Linked DNA regions of Mus musculus: regions 1, 2, 4 and 5 are each linked to region 3. A link is a contact called in public promoter capture Hi-C data. All regions are on one chromosome and are shown on one strand. Each heading gives the region's core, a stretch centred on a gene start, on an enhancer-like site or on the middle of the called end of the contact. The rest is flanking DNA. Distances are from core to core; before and after follow the strand shown. Region 1 holds the start of Rbpms2 (RNA binding protein with multiple splicing 2). Region 2 holds the start of Plekho2 (pleckstrin homology domain containing, family O member 2). Region 3 holds the start of Aph1c (aph1 homolog C, gamma secretase subunit). Region 4 holds the start of Oaz2 (ornithine decarboxylase antizyme 2). Region 5 holds the start of Ints14 (integrator complex subunit 14).

Region 1 (2,700 bases), core at 154-2,653, 1.2 Mb after region 3:
GGTGCACTGAAGCTGGTAGCAGGCCTCTTGCTGGCCCAGCCCAACAGTGGGTCATTCTGCACCAACTCATTAGCACAACCAGTAAGAAACATCAGGGCCTCTGCGGTTTCTACCCCAGACCAAGGGGAAGGGCCCTAGGGCTGGATAACTGGCCCTTGGTTTCCTGGGCAAAAGTATGCCAGGGCGGGGCAGGAAGGGTCTCTCAGCCCTGGAGTGACACAGCATACGTTAAAGAGCTCCCTAGGAGCCTAGAACCCATAGTAGTTGAGCCGGCCTGCCTAGTTTCCACTCGAAGTTACCTTAAAGGTTTTTTATCCCCCACAAGTACGTCGTCCTCACCAGGCGATAAAACCACGAGCAGTGATGATTCCTTGACGCGGTCTCATAACCTCTTTTTCTGCATAGGGCAGCTGGACAAGATTATGTCACCTCTCCTTGGAAGATCCCACCCTGGCCAGTGTGGGGTACTGGCTTGGCTACTAGGTCAAAGGGCGAGAACAGGGGATACTCAAGGCTTCTAACTTCTCTCTTTTCCGACTTTAATTAAATTGCCGGCTCAACTCTCTGAAGAAGCCCAAGTTCTGAGACAGGGCGAAAAGCCCGCCTGCCCACTGAGACCACAGCTCTAACCTAAGCGCAGGGCAGCCGGCCAGGCCTCCAAGGTCACGGGGAGGGGGCGAGGTGGAAAGGCTGGAGGGTGAGCCAGCTTCCCGCACCCACCGGGATAATCCCTCTCAGCTCCTTACAGTCGGGGCGGAGGTCCAGGCCACCCAGGAGGCGCGCCTCAGGCGAAGCGTAAGCCCCACCGGGCTTGGGGAAGGAGGGCAGCGGGAGTAGGACCTCCGCGGCGCCCCGAGCCCACCACGGGGACGCGCGCCCTCCTCGAGCCCCGGAGGGCGGGGAGACAATGCCGGCCCCGCCGGGCTAGTTCAGGCCGCACGCCTCCGCCCGCTGGACATGGGCTGCTCCTCCCCAGGGCGAAGGGCAGCGGAGGGAAGGCGCCAGGAGCGGTGGCCCGCAGGACCTCGCGCCGCCCGCGGCCCCGCGTGCACCTCACGCGCGCCGGCTCCCGCGGCCGCACACCCACCTCCTCCTCCAGCGGGCTGCCGGTGCCCGCGCCCGTGCAGTGCTCGACGTCCGGCTTCAGGTTGCTCATGGTGAGGGGGGACGCGGAGAGGGAAGCGGGACGCTCTGTCCCGTGGTGGGCAGGGGCACGGCGAGCCGTGCGCCCCCGAGGAGAGTGCGAGCTGGTGAGGAAAGCGGCTGCTGCCGCGTCAGGCTACGGAGAAAGGAAAGGGGGGGGGGATCACATTAAGTTTGGCGGGTGCGGGAGGCGGCCGGAGGGGCAAGGCACCGGGAACCCGAGGGAGCGGAGCCCGTGCGGCCACCGCCTCCGGCTTTTCAGGGCGGCCCGCGAGTGCGCTCGCGGCGGCGGGGGGCGGGCGCCGGAGGAGGGGGCGGGCGCCGGAACCGGCCTCAGCTGGGGCCCGGCCCGCCCCTCCCCCGCCCCGCCCCCGCCCCGCGCGCGGTCTCCGGGGGAACGCGCAGCCAATCCCCGCAGCCCAGTGCGGGCTCGCCCCGGCCCCGGCCCGGTCCCCAGCCCCGGCCCGGGCCGCGACGCTCCGGCCTTTCTGCCTTCCTTGGCTCCGGCGTTTTCCCGACTCCGCTTCCTTGGTCGACCCCCACCCCCTTCTCCCTTTCTCTCCCCGACTCGGCTCCCTTGCACCCCACCGTTCCCTTCTCCCAGACAAGTTTTTTAAACTTTGATGAACTCTCTCAGAGAACTTTTCTTAAAGGAGCCGCGCGGGCTTGGGTGGAGCTTGAGGTGACCCGCACGTTGCATCCCCAGCCAGGGCGAGGGCGGCGGCGGCGGCAGCGGGGCTCCCGGTTTCATGCCCAGATGTGGAGGTGTAGGCTGTCGCGAGCACATCGTTCGCCCCGAATTCCTGTCGGGTCCGGGCCAGCGGTTCTCTTCGCGCGAAGCAGCCGGGGACCGGGTTTTGGGGGTGAAGGCGAGGAAGGGGTAGGGCGGCAAACACCTGATCTTGAGCAAGTCACCGAGAGTTTTTTTTTTTTTTTTTTTTTTGGCTGAGTGACCTTGAGGAAATCACTTCCCCTATCTGGCCAGAGGATTCCAGCCCAGTTGGTGGGGATTAGAATACAAATTCTTTCCTCACTCTCACAACCTCCGTCACCTCAAAAGAGGAGGTGAAGGAAGCCCAATCCTTTTTAACTTCAGGAAGGGGGGGTACCTCGACTAACCTAGAAGGTTCCGTTCGTTACCTCCACCCCGCTTTTAAGACTTCTCACGGCTCGTTCTTTTTCCGCTCCAATTCCGAACCCCAGGGTGGGGGAGGGAAGAGCCGGCTGACGCCTAGGGCGGGGTCGCCTAGACTCCCACCCAGTGGTGGCGGGGGGGGGGGGGGGGGGCGGCCTCAGGGCCGGATTTTCCCCCAGGCCGAATAAATGCTGACCAGGACGTCTCCTGCCAGCAGCCTGTAAAAAACCGGCACCTACCTGAAGTCGCACTGGAAGAGTAGCGGCCCTGACTGCCCTGCGGAGCCGCCAGAGCACTGGGGTTCTTTCGTGCGCCCCTGCCCATGGGTTCCTTTATGTGCACTGAGACATCCCAGCCGCAGTCCCCGATAATCCTTGAGCAGCCATAGCTGAGAGGAGAGCGGATTGGGCTCGGCTCAGGTG
Region 2 (2,700 bases), core at 21-2,520, 1.3 Mb after region 3:
GGATCGTCTGGAACTGGAGTTCCAGACAGTTGTGAGCCACGATGTGGGTGCTGAGAATCAAAGCCAGGTCCTCTGGAAGAGCAGCAAGTGTTCCTAACCAATAGGTCATCTCACAACCCCTCTCCACCCTTTAGGTGTAAGGACCAGTTCCAGGCACGAGGGGCAGTGTGTTCCATCCTCTTTCACGTTGAACTGAAAAGGACCTGAGCCCAAAGGCCAGCAGAGGGCAGTGAAAGAGAAGTTTGGTCAACTGATGTAGCTGAGGTTAGGTCACCCAGAGTCAAAACAGATCATCATTAATCTATCCCACAAGCACAAAATTCTGGGTGCTGTAGCATGCAGCACACCTGACTAGGAAAGATAGTGTGTGTGTGTGTGTGTGTGTGTGTGTGTGTGCGCGCGCGCGCGGGATGCTGGAGGTTTGGCTGTGACAGTCACTCTCCGAGCCTGTTTCTTCAAAATAAAAATAAAAGTACATGGTAGAACTTAAAGGGTTTCTTCACTCTCTAGCAACGTGGTCAGGTCAGGGCCGAAGGGAGTTAGGGTGATGGAGTCGGCTCACAACATGAGAACCAGAAAGGGGTTGAACGAGGGAAAGGAGAGCACAGAGTTTGGGATTTCAGAGACCCTCTATTAAGGAACCGAGTCCAAACTTGATTCTGGTCATAAATTCCAAGCTCATGGCCGGCCCCACCCTGAAGTTCCACAGACCGAAGACCATAGCCACTACTTCAAATTGGGGGAAGAAAGGGGACGAGCCTCTTTGTGTACTCATTTCTGAACTGCCCTGGCAGCTGGATCCAGTCCCCCGCAACCCAGGCCCACTGGGTTAGGCAACCTCAAAGGCATCAGCTACCCACTGCCTCCCGGGCTTGCTTGGTCAGCCGCGCCCCCGCCCCGCCCCGCCCCGCCCCCGCCCTGCCCCACCCCGCCAGCATCCCTCGCCTCCGCCTCTGGGCCGGAAGCCCCCTCCCCCTCCGTATCCCCCACCTCCCTAGCCTCTACCCCCTCCCAGTCCTTCTCCCTGCTTTGGTCCGGGAAACCTCTCTCCGCCCTCTTCCTGCTACTTCAGCTCCGCCTAGGTTCTTCCGTCCATTCCCGGAGCTGAAGACAGGCCCCGCCCAGGATCCGCCCTGGCCCCGCCCCTGAACCCCCCACCCGGCCATGCTCCTCACCCAGCTGCGGGCGGGGGCTTGGAGGCCGCTGTATCCCTCCCTGGCCCCGCCCCCAGCCCCCGGAAGCCCCTCCCCGGCTCCAGCCCCGCCCCCCGAAGTTTCTTGGGCCCCGGGCGCCCGGCGGGACAGAAGACAGCAAGCCGCCGCCCGGCTGCGCGTAGATGGAGCAAGCGGAGCCCGCGCAACGCGGGCAGCAGTAAGCGGCGAAGCCGCCGGACCTTGCAAACTCGCCATGGAGGAGGAGGTGAGGGCGAGGGCTGGGCCAGACGGAACAAGAGTGCTGGGCTCGGGTGCTGCCCGTCCTACTTCCACGGGTCTTTCTGCACAGTCCTTCCCTTCAAGCAGAACCTGGACCAATGGGGTAGGGGCGGGATGGAGGTCTCGTCTGCATCCCGCCGACAGCATCCTCAGTTATGTTTTGGGCGTTTCTTACCAACTGGAAACAGTGCCTGTCATGGTTCCCATTGGATTGATGGGGAGACTGAGGCTCTGGAGAGTTGGGTGACTTGCTGAAAGTAGACAGGGTTGCTGTGCTTGAATCCCGTTACACCCTTTCTTGGCTTTCTTTGCCTGCCTCAGCCAGGTCTGCTTCTGAGGTGTGTGTTAGGGGAGGGAAGTTCTTCAGGGTCCTGGGTCACTGTTTTCAAGAAATCTGAGATTGTAACGGAGCCTGATGGCAGGAACGAAGAAATTGCTTTTGTCTTCCTTGTGTAAATATCTCAGAGTTCCCAGTGCTCTTGAGCTGTGTCTATCAGAGGATGTTAGTTGAAGGGTCAGGTCAACTGAGTCTCCCGGTAGCAAGGACTGGATCAGCAACGTCCCTTGGGCCTCCTCTGCCCTCTGCATACAAACTAGATTTTGGCCACATTCTCGTTATCCAAGTATTCAGTATACAGCAGTCACTTATTGCACGAGTAAGAAGACATTCTTATCCCTTGAAGGGCGGGGAAGAAGATGAAGCCTTCCCTCCTGTAGCCACCCAGGCCAGCTGGGGAGCCTTCAGTGAGCTCAGCCATCCGTATTCCTGTCAGTGAGCACTTGCGTATTTCCTGGAGTCACTGCAAGGCTGGCTGTTCCCTCTAGGCTAGACCCCGAGTTTCTGTGAGGTGGTAGATAAGTCACTTCCCCTCTCAGCCCGGGTTTCCTCTTCTATGAAACACAGGGCCTACCCTCCTCCGCTAGACCTAACTGTGGTCCCTGCACTCAGAGTGGGTACAGGTAGGGGTCAAAGTCAGGCCACTATGTTTTGCTGTGGTTTCTTTCCTTGCTGTCATGGCGGCTGCCTGCCCTCGGTTCCACTCCTGCAATGGCTGTGCTCTCTGTCCAAAGCCCCTCCCCGTGCTCCCAGAGGATGTGGGTCAGAATTACTCCATCTCCTGATCTGCTTTGGTCCCCAGTTAAAGGAAGTTCTCCTGGGGCTTCCTGGGCTCAGCAAAGTCAGCCCTGTTCTCCCTCTGGTCCCTAATCTCTAACATGGCTACTTTGTGACTCCCAGATATCAAAAACTCCTGAAGTATCTGGGTCA
Region 3 (2,700 bases), core at 94-2,593:
CAAACATGAATGTAATTAGTCAATATTAACCTTGTAGCATTCTTAACATAGCTGTGGTTGTTTGTCCTGAAATTTAAATTCAGATATGATTAGAGAATGCCTTTAAAATTTTTTAAGTTTTTGGAGATCAGGGCTGTTAGTGGCACAGAAACCAACTTGTCAGAACAACTCGTCAGTATTTCATTATTCCTTTTCCATAGGGGATGATTCACCTGGGTCATACCAGCCCAGTTGGATTTTTACATAGGATGGGAGCCCCACATTCCTGCAACCACGGACACAGAAAAAATACTTACTTTAAAGGAACCGTGCCCCTGTCCTGCTGTTTACTTCAATTGACCTTCAGCACAAAAGTGGCCTGGTAATCTCCCTTAGACCACCTTACAGTTGGCCAGCACCAGGGACAATGTGTACCCACAGGCAAGAGGGCTGGGGCACAGCTTTTAAGTCTTCAGTGAGCCACGCTTTGGAATAAGGACCTGCAGCGCTGGCAAGTCTGAGGCTTGGTGTAGCCCTTTGCCTCTCGGAGGTCTAGGCGCCCGCCCAGTTCGGCGGGCAACTTTCATTGCCCCAAGAAACCTAGAGAAGAAACCTTGAAGGACCCCTTTCCATTCTCAGCACCCCGAGTGCTCTGAAGAACTGCCCAGCCCTCAAGGCCCCGCCCCGCAGTCTGACGGCACGTGGAGTCCCAGGAGGCCGCGTTGCTGCCCAGCCTGCCCGCACACCGAATCCTTCCAGGCTGCACCTCCGCTCTGACCGCTTGTGAAGCCCCTCGAGGCCCTGTCCCCTGCGCTGTACGCACGCAGAGACACTAGAGGCCGCCCCGGTTCTGACAGCACGTGGAGCCCCTCGAGGAACCGCCTCTCTGACAGCTTCTCGATGCCGCTGCACAGGTTCTAACAGTACTCTGAGCCTCTCAAGAAATAGCTTCCCGAATCCTGCACCGCCATTCGCTCTCAGCGCCTGGAGCACCTCCTGGAACTACCTCCCGAGATCCGCCTGGACACCCCTCTGCGACTGACCGTTGTGCGATACAGGCTCTGTTTTTCGAGCTCCGCCCCCGCCCAGTCCTGCCTTGCTGTGGAGCAGCTCGAGGACCCGCCTCCTCGACTCCACCCCGCCCTCTGCAAAAACAAGCCGCGGAGCATCTCAAGGCACTTCATCTAGAGCGCCGCTCCGCCCTCTGCTCTGACTGGCTGTGTCCTGCACCGCCCCCAGGCTCTGATTGGCCAGAAACCGCCCCTAAGGCACCGCCTCTCGTACGTCCCGCCCTCCGCTCAAAAAAGCCTTGGAGCACCTCGAGGCCCCGCCTCCCGGGCTTTGCTCCGCCCCCTTCTCTGATCGAGCCCGGAGTACCTGGCAGGCCTGCCCCGCCCCGCATTCCGCTAAGAAATCGTCCCAGTCACCTCGGATCCACTCAGGTCCCCCGGGACTGGCTTCTGTGGGTACCATGACGCTGCCTGTGTTCTTCGGTTGCGCCTTCATCGCCTTCGGGCCCGCGTTCGCACTCTACCTCTTCACCATCGCCACCGACCCTTTGCGCGTCATTTTCCTCATCGCTGGGTGAGGTTGAGCCGAGTCCCGGACACCGCGGGTCCCTCCCTCTCCTGGGTTTCCACGACCCCGGGATCCCCATCTCCCAGTGGCTCCCAGCTTGTGGGACTGTCCAAGACTGGGGGGAGGGGGTTCAGGCTGAGCAGGCGAGTCCTGCGGGTCTTGGCTTCTGTGGAAGATGGGAATAAGTGGATACATTCGTGTATGGAGCCTTAGTCTTTCCGTAGGAATTTCTCATTTCACTCAGTGCTCAGCGGCATCGAAGAGCTGTTCTCACTCTCTGCCATTAAAGACACCTGGGGATCAGTTGTCCACCTCCTCAACCCCCGTTCTTGGACTCAGAATGCCTGTGAGGAATTTGGGCTCAGATTTTTCTTGTAGGCCCCTGGGTAATGGTTGGGGTGCAGCCAATGGTGAAAGCCTGAGAAAACCGCTGCAACACCTGACCAGTCTTGCTGAGAACTTGGTAAATATCTAACTCTGCTGGTGACTGCGGTCTTGATCCCTTTGCACCTGCTGAGACTGAGTTTCTGAGACTTGGCACCCAGGCAACTCACTGGCTAGCCAGGAACTCCAGCCTCTCTGCGTTCTTTTTTCCTGTAATAAATAGTGCTCCTTCGCTGTTGGCATTAAAAATCAATAGAGTCTGTTGAACGTCAAGCTTGCTGTGTCCTTAAAGTCCACAGGAAGGTTGTAAGAACCGGGCCTGGAAAACAACTAGACCACAGCATGGGTTTTCAACTTCTGAGTTTTCCATGGTGCACACAATAAATACAGGTGTAGGTGTTTGTTTTCCTTCAGAAAAGATACTTATCTTTACAGACAGCTAAGCCATTAAATTCACATTTTCTAGGATATGAAAATTGTAACAGCCACTGGTTATATGTTTCTATGGCACACCAATGAGGCAAAGCAGTAACCAACTTCCTCGTTGCCAGTCCTTGGCAGATAGTGTTCTGGTGTACACAGACAGGGTCACTGAATCGTCCTTGTTGAGGGCATCTGACGTTCCTCTTGGACTGTTTTTTCACTAGGAGGAAAATGGACCATTGATTAGCAAATGCTGATTCGGAATACCATGTGAAGGGGTTCTTTCCTAAAAAAGATCAAGATATTTGTTTCCTGTGCTTCTGTTAACTCGTGACT
Region 4 (2,700 bases), core at 112-2,611, 1.2 Mb after region 3:
TGAATTGCTAATGAAAGCCAAGATAATACATAAGCAAGTGGCATTACAAATCCTGAGGGATCAGAAAATTCTGGAATAGCTTTGGAGAAGAGCGTCTGTCTGGGACAGAAATGTGGGATATCTGAGGACATGGAAAAAGGGAGGGTAACTAAAGGGATGACTTCTGCCTACTTTGGTTGAAAGTTAAGAAACCCACACCATTTCAAAAGAATAATGCATTTCAAATCCTGGGGGAAACAGGGATTGGGTCTTGAGGTAGGTAACTTCCAAAGGCCCAGGATCTGGTTTTGGAGGCCCTGGAGTGAAATTTAAAAGGGGGTAGCACTTAATGATCTTCCCAGGAAAGGGGAGAGACTAAGTTGGGCATTGTAATGATTTTAAAGAAGGGGGGGGGCGGTAAGATGAGTACCAACTGAGACTTTGTAGTGTTTAAAGGGTAAGAGTGTGTAGAAGAGTGTTGGCAACATCATTGGAAAAACAGGCTGGAGGGCAGGAATGGACTCCATAGTGTTAGAGAAATAAAGAGTGGGGGTTCCCAGACAGGAAAATGGGGCCTACCTGGAGAAGGGTGGGGAAGAGAGTGGGACTGCACATCCCAAGGAGGTGGGAAGAGGGGGAAAGGGTTGAGTTGAGAACTGCCGGACAGAGCTTGTCTTTGGGGACAGCCAGGCAGGGCTGAGAGGAGTCTGCCTGGGAAGCAATTTTCACTAGAGAATGGATTTAAAGCGATTAAGTGACTTGTGGAGGAGTAAGAAAGATTTAGGGAAGATAAGAACCAATTCGGGGAATCTGTGGGAGAAAGCCCACAGTATGGGGGACTGGGCACCGTCCCACTGGGCTTAAGAAAACGGAGCGACTGACTGGCTATGTCCAGGTTTTTTTTTTTTTTTGGGGGGGGGGGGCTCCGGGCGAGGAGAAAACCCGGATGAGGGGGATGGGCAGGGCTGGAGGAAGGGGGCTAAAGGACGGAAGGAGGCCCGATTTCAGGACTCGGGTGGCAGTGGCTGGGATGGCGAGAGGAACAGTGGGAGCGGATGGAGCCCCCTGGGGGCTGGGGGCAGGCTGCGGGGGTGGGGGGGGGTGCGAAGGCCTCTGGAGCTGCGGAGGGAGGATGGGGGCGGGGAGCCTGCGCCGGGCCGTTACCTGTCCTGGGTGTTTATCATCCTCGGTGGCTCTGCTCAGGGTGGGAGGAGGCGGCGCGGGGAGTGGGTAGGTGGACGAGTGGGTGGGTGTGGGGTCGCGCGCGCGGGCCGGTCTCTGTGGGCTAAGTCCCTGTCAGGCCGCGGGCCGAGTGCCCTCCTCTTGCCTCAGCGAGCGCCTGCCTCCAACTGACCCTCCCCGGCCGCCGCCGCGCAACCGCCCCGCCCCCAAGTACCTCATCTGCATAGCCCCACCCAGCGCCGCTTGGTGTCCTGGGAAACTGGGGCCCACAACAAAGGGCGAAGCACCGCCCCGCCTGGGCGCAGGCGTACTAAGGGCAAGCTATCATCTCGGGAAGAGGGGCGGTAGCCAGGGAGAAGAGGGGAAAGAGGTCTCTCTCGATGCCAGGAACTCAGGTTCTGCTTGGCTAAGGCCAGTCTTCATTTCTGCTTTTGTTCTTTCTTAATCATTTATGTATGTTTATTTTTTATACACATTGGTGTTTTGCCTGCATGTATCTCTATATGAGGATGTCAGATCCCCTGGCACAGGAGTTACAGACAGTGTGACCTGCCATGTAGAGGCTGGGAATTGAACCCAAGTCCTCTGAAGACCAACCGGTGCTCTTATCCGCTGAGCCCTCTCCACTCGTTCATGTCTGCCTTTTGTTTGTTTTTTGATACAGTCTTTGTAGCTCAGGCTAGCCTCAGACTCACTGGAAGATGACTTGGAAACCCCCATCCTCCTTCCTTTACTTCCTGTCCTGCCAAGTGCTGGAAATAGTGTGCCTCACCACACTGGGCACTTGCTGCTTTTGGTGTGTGGCCAAACCGAAACCGGAGAATAGTATTTGTAAACCCATGTCACTAAACAAAACAAAATCTGAAATAGAAGAATACTCCTCATAGAGTAGCACCATTTCCAGTGTGAATCTAATCCCACAGATCTTTTCCTTCAATTCATAGTACAATGACAGTGGCTTCCAGCCAATCGGTGCAAGCTGCTTCAATCGATCATGCAAGGCACCTAGTGCACTGCCACTGTCTTACCTGGCCCTCTAATCACAGAGGCCAGGCAGCAATGTACACACACCCCCAAATCCCAGCCACACTCACAGGAGAACCCTAGTTGTCAAACCTGTGCAGTCAACTTAGACTGCAGTCAGTAGAGACTGTGTAAGCCTTTATCTATCTTAGCACCCAGGAAGCAGGGGCAGGTGAGGCTCTGTGAGTTGAAGGCCAGCTTGTAGTACGCAGGCAACAAGTTCCAGGCTGCTTAGTGTAACATGGTGAGACCCTATCTTGGGGGTGGGGGAGGGAGGGGAGAGAGAGAGAGAGAGAGAGAGAGAGAGAGAGAGAGAGAGAGAGAGAGAGGTGGGGCAGAGGGAAAGGGAGAGGATGCACTCTCAGACCACAGTGGTCACCTCAAATCATCCGTTCATTTAGTCAAAGTTCAGTAAATAGCTACATACTATGTGCTTCTAGCATGGGCAGGAATCCAGGAAGCTTCCACAATGGGCCAGGCAATGTACCTACCTTGGATGTCACAATCTGTCCAGAG
Region 5 (2,700 bases), core at 19-2,518, 1.9 Mb after region 3:
AGTCCTGCACTTCTGCTCAGGTGCAGTTTATCCAGCTCTTGTGGGTCACATTTATGCACGGAAGCCTTTATGGTTTTTAAAGCTGATGATCACGCCCTCACCTCTTAAGAGATTGAGAAACAGTTTTCTGGATCAAGTACCAACAAGCACTTCCAGTCCATGAAATTGCTGCTAGCACTGCAATGGGTGACCGCAGCTGTCAGTCTGGCCTTCTCTGAAGACACCTGAGAAGCTGGCTCTTTCTCCTGACTGATGCATTTGTGTCAGGGCCCGAGTGCACTTCCTCAGCCGTGGCCGACTTGTGGCAATCCAATTTTGTTTTTGGGTTGTAAGCACTGGGATAAACGAAAGAATGGAACGTCCCTGAAGGCTGTTTCACTCAAGCAGTCTGGGCTTAGCCACAAAACTGAAAAATAAAAGATCTCTCATTAGTAGATAACACGATGTATTTCTCACTTGGGCTGACTCTGATCAAATTTCCCCACACCGCCCTCAGCCTTTCCAATTGGTACCATTTTACAATGTTTCAGATAACCAAGGGTTTTCTTTCTCCTGGACAGTCTACTCCTGATGATACATCCTCGCCACATGACTGCTCTAAAAGCCATCAATTACATTTATAGTTCTACTCTGAAGGGGATCATTAGCCCATTCATAGCAATTTGACGCTCAGGAATCTCTCAAAGCTCCACTTCAGTTTCTAAGTGCATACACGTCGGCTTTTCTGTCGCTCTGGCTTGCCCTACGAATTCCTCTAAATTCTCAGATGATTAATATCTGAATGGGTAGCCTGAAGTGCAGCAGAGTTCACTTAAGACTGCAACTGAAGAATAGACCTTTACCTTTAAAACGAGCCCAAAACATTTGTTGTATGGAACTCTCGGGGAAAGAGGGGACGGAAGTCTCAGGGTCCAGGGACGGAAGACTCTCAGGGGAGGAAGAAACACGGCCCCAAGCGCGGAATCCTGCTGCTTACAAGACCCGGGCCACACAGAGGGCAGGCCTGTCGCAGGCCCTGGAGCCAGCGCCCCTGAGACCGCCACCCTACGCGGGCCTCAGAGAAGGTCCGCCGCCCGCCCTGTGTTGTTCCTTCCACTCCTTCCCCTGTAACCCCAACCGCCATCGAAACACAGCCCTCAACAGGCACATTCCCTGACTTACCCGGAGCCCATCTCCAGCCTCTGTCCGTCCGCTTAAACCTTCCGTCCGCGCGCCATAGCCGGAACTTAAGGGCCGTGCGACATAAGGGAACCCGGAGGCAGCGAATAGCGTGGGCTGGGCGGGGCTTCCAGCCCACGGGCGCTGGGTTGTGGCTCTCCCGGGACGCTAGGGGGTGCTCCTCCTCTGTCTCTTGCCCACGGAGCCCCAATTTCCTCCCAGGCTGAGCCCTGCGGGGGGTTTCTGGCCCTTCCCCCTTTGTCTTACCCCATTCTGGGTGCCTCCCTCCATTTATCTCTGCTTTGCCTTTTTATTAACCTGTAGACCCCTGGCCAGTGTCTAACATTTCTGTCATTGCTTTTCTTCTTCAGAATTCTCAGTCACACCGACAGAACAGTAGGATGCTCTTCCTACTCTTAAAAAACTGTAATCCCCGGCTGAGTGCTCAGACTGTAAGCACCTGGCTGCCCTGAGTCTAAGTTGCATTGAGATCTTAGTACCACGTTATTTCCCTACCCTGACTTTGAGACCGGCAGAAGCGTGACTCAGTTATTGCTTTTGTGCCTGAGATGTGCTGAAGGTTTTGCTTTTAGGATTCCATGTAAGGCTTTGAGGGTCCCTGCCTGCTTCTCTCCACCAGGTGTCCCTAGCATAGCATATGCCTCAGGGAGTTCCTGGGCGGGGATGAGAGGGTGAGGTGGGCAAAAGGTGACTTGCTAACCCTGTGGGCTGTAGGGGCCTGGAGAATGTCAGTTAGTAGTAGGCCTCAACGGATGCTAACAGAACGCTGGGTAGTTATGGTTCAAAGACCAATACTTCACAACAGCAATTACAAGTGAGAACACAGAGCTCCCTGTAAAGTCTTAGGCATATGGCTTTCTTTAAGCTTATGGGTTGCAAGCGGGATAAGGAAGGGAAACTCTTAGAACTGACTTACCACAACTTGCTCCGTGGGAAAGTGTTTGTTGTTCTTTAATGTTTCCTCTTTCTATTAGAGGTGGCAGAGAAAGCCAACACTAGACTCTGGGGAACCAATATCAAGGCCGCATGGCCTGTAGACTTAGCTTTTGTTTGCTGCAGGACATCTTTCTCCAACCAGGCTAGTTTCAATATTTCAAAAGACCTTGCTATGTTTGAACAGTTATGGGGCTCTAGGTAAGTAAGAATATATAGCCTGATTACTTAGCCGTAATGGGAGAGATCTGGCCAAGACTATGCAGACAGAGGAGTTATCTGTCTAGTTGCTCTATTGTGGTGATGATTCAGCCATGGATTGCTGTTCTAGGCCAGCTTAGATACATGGTCTGGTTTATGACCTTAAAGACTAAACTTAAGTTAATTAGTTTGCTCATTTTTAATGATCTGATAGGTGTTCAGATTTGTTGTCGTCGTCCTCGTTCTGCTGAACAGCTGGCTTTTCGGTGACGTAGAAAGGAATAAGTCTTTTTTTTTTTTTTTTTCTTTTTTGGTTTGGTTTTTTGAGACAGGATTTCTCTGTGTAGTCCTGGCTGTCCTGGAACTCACTTTGTAGACCAGGCTGGC

The links. Promoter capture Hi-C pulls out the DNA fragments that hold promoters and counts their contacts.
Region 1: a contact with region 3 is called in a promoter capture Hi-C map of pre-B cells, with 2.2 times the contacts expected there. The contact joins the promoter of Rbpms2 here to the promoter of Aph1c in region 3. A contact is called at or near these places in 2 of 39 promoter capture datasets (the C10 cell line and pre-B cells).
Region 2: a promoter capture Hi-C map of 3T3-L1-derived adipocytes shows a contact between it and region 3, with 3 times the contacts expected there. The contact joins the promoter of Plekho2 here to the promoter of Aph1c in region 3. A contact is called at or near these places in 4 of 39 promoter capture datasets (3T3-L1-derived adipocytes, the HPC-7 cell line, pre-B cells and 1 more).
Region 4: a promoter capture Hi-C map of pre-B cells shows a contact between it and region 3, with 6 times the contacts expected there. The contact joins the promoter of Oaz2 here to the promoter of Aph1c in region 3. A contact is called at or near these places in 2 of 39 promoter capture datasets (erythroid cells and pre-B cells), 3 of 484 Hi-C or Micro-C datasets (B cells, pre-B cells and regulatory T cells) and 1 of 115 datasets of contacts at active chromatin or transcription factors (astrocytes).
Region 5: a contact with region 3 is called in a promoter capture Hi-C map of erythroid cells, with 9 times the contacts expected there. The contact joins the promoter of Ints14 here to the promoter of Aph1c in region 3. A contact is called at or near these places in 2 of 39 promoter capture datasets (erythroid cells and pre-B cells).

What each region holds. Positions count from the first base shown.
Region 1 is chr9:65,629,285-65,631,984 of GRCm38.p6, reverse strand. It overlaps Rbpms2 (RNA binding protein with multiple splicing 2), which reads right to left and starts at 1,403. Exons shown (of 8, transcript NM_028030.3): 1 at 1,088-1,403. The coding sequence starts at 1,156.
Region 2 is chr9:65,578,657-65,581,356 of GRCm38.p6, reverse strand. It overlaps Plekho2 (pleckstrin homology domain containing, family O member 2), which reads left to right and starts at 1,270. Exons shown (of 6, transcript NM_153119.3): 1 at 1,270-1,419. The coding sequence starts at 1,408.
Region 3 is chr9:66,833,349-66,836,048 of GRCm38.p6, reverse strand. It overlaps Aph1c (aph1 homolog C, gamma secretase subunit), which reads left to right and starts at 1,343. Exons shown (of 6, transcript NM_026674.3): 1 at 1,343-1,563. The coding sequence starts at 1,451.
Region 4 is chr9:65,675,209-65,677,908 of GRCm38.p6, reverse strand. Oaz2 (ornithine decarboxylase antizyme 2) reads right to left here and starts at 1,361. Exons shown (of 5, transcript NM_010952.3): 1 at 1,144-1,361. The coding sequence starts at 1,163.
Region 5 is chr9:64,959,400-64,962,099 of GRCm38.p6, reverse strand. It overlaps Ints14 (integrator complex subunit 14), which reads right to left and starts at 1,268. Exons shown (of 13, transcript NM_001077631.2): 1 at 1,162-1,268; 2 at 102-406.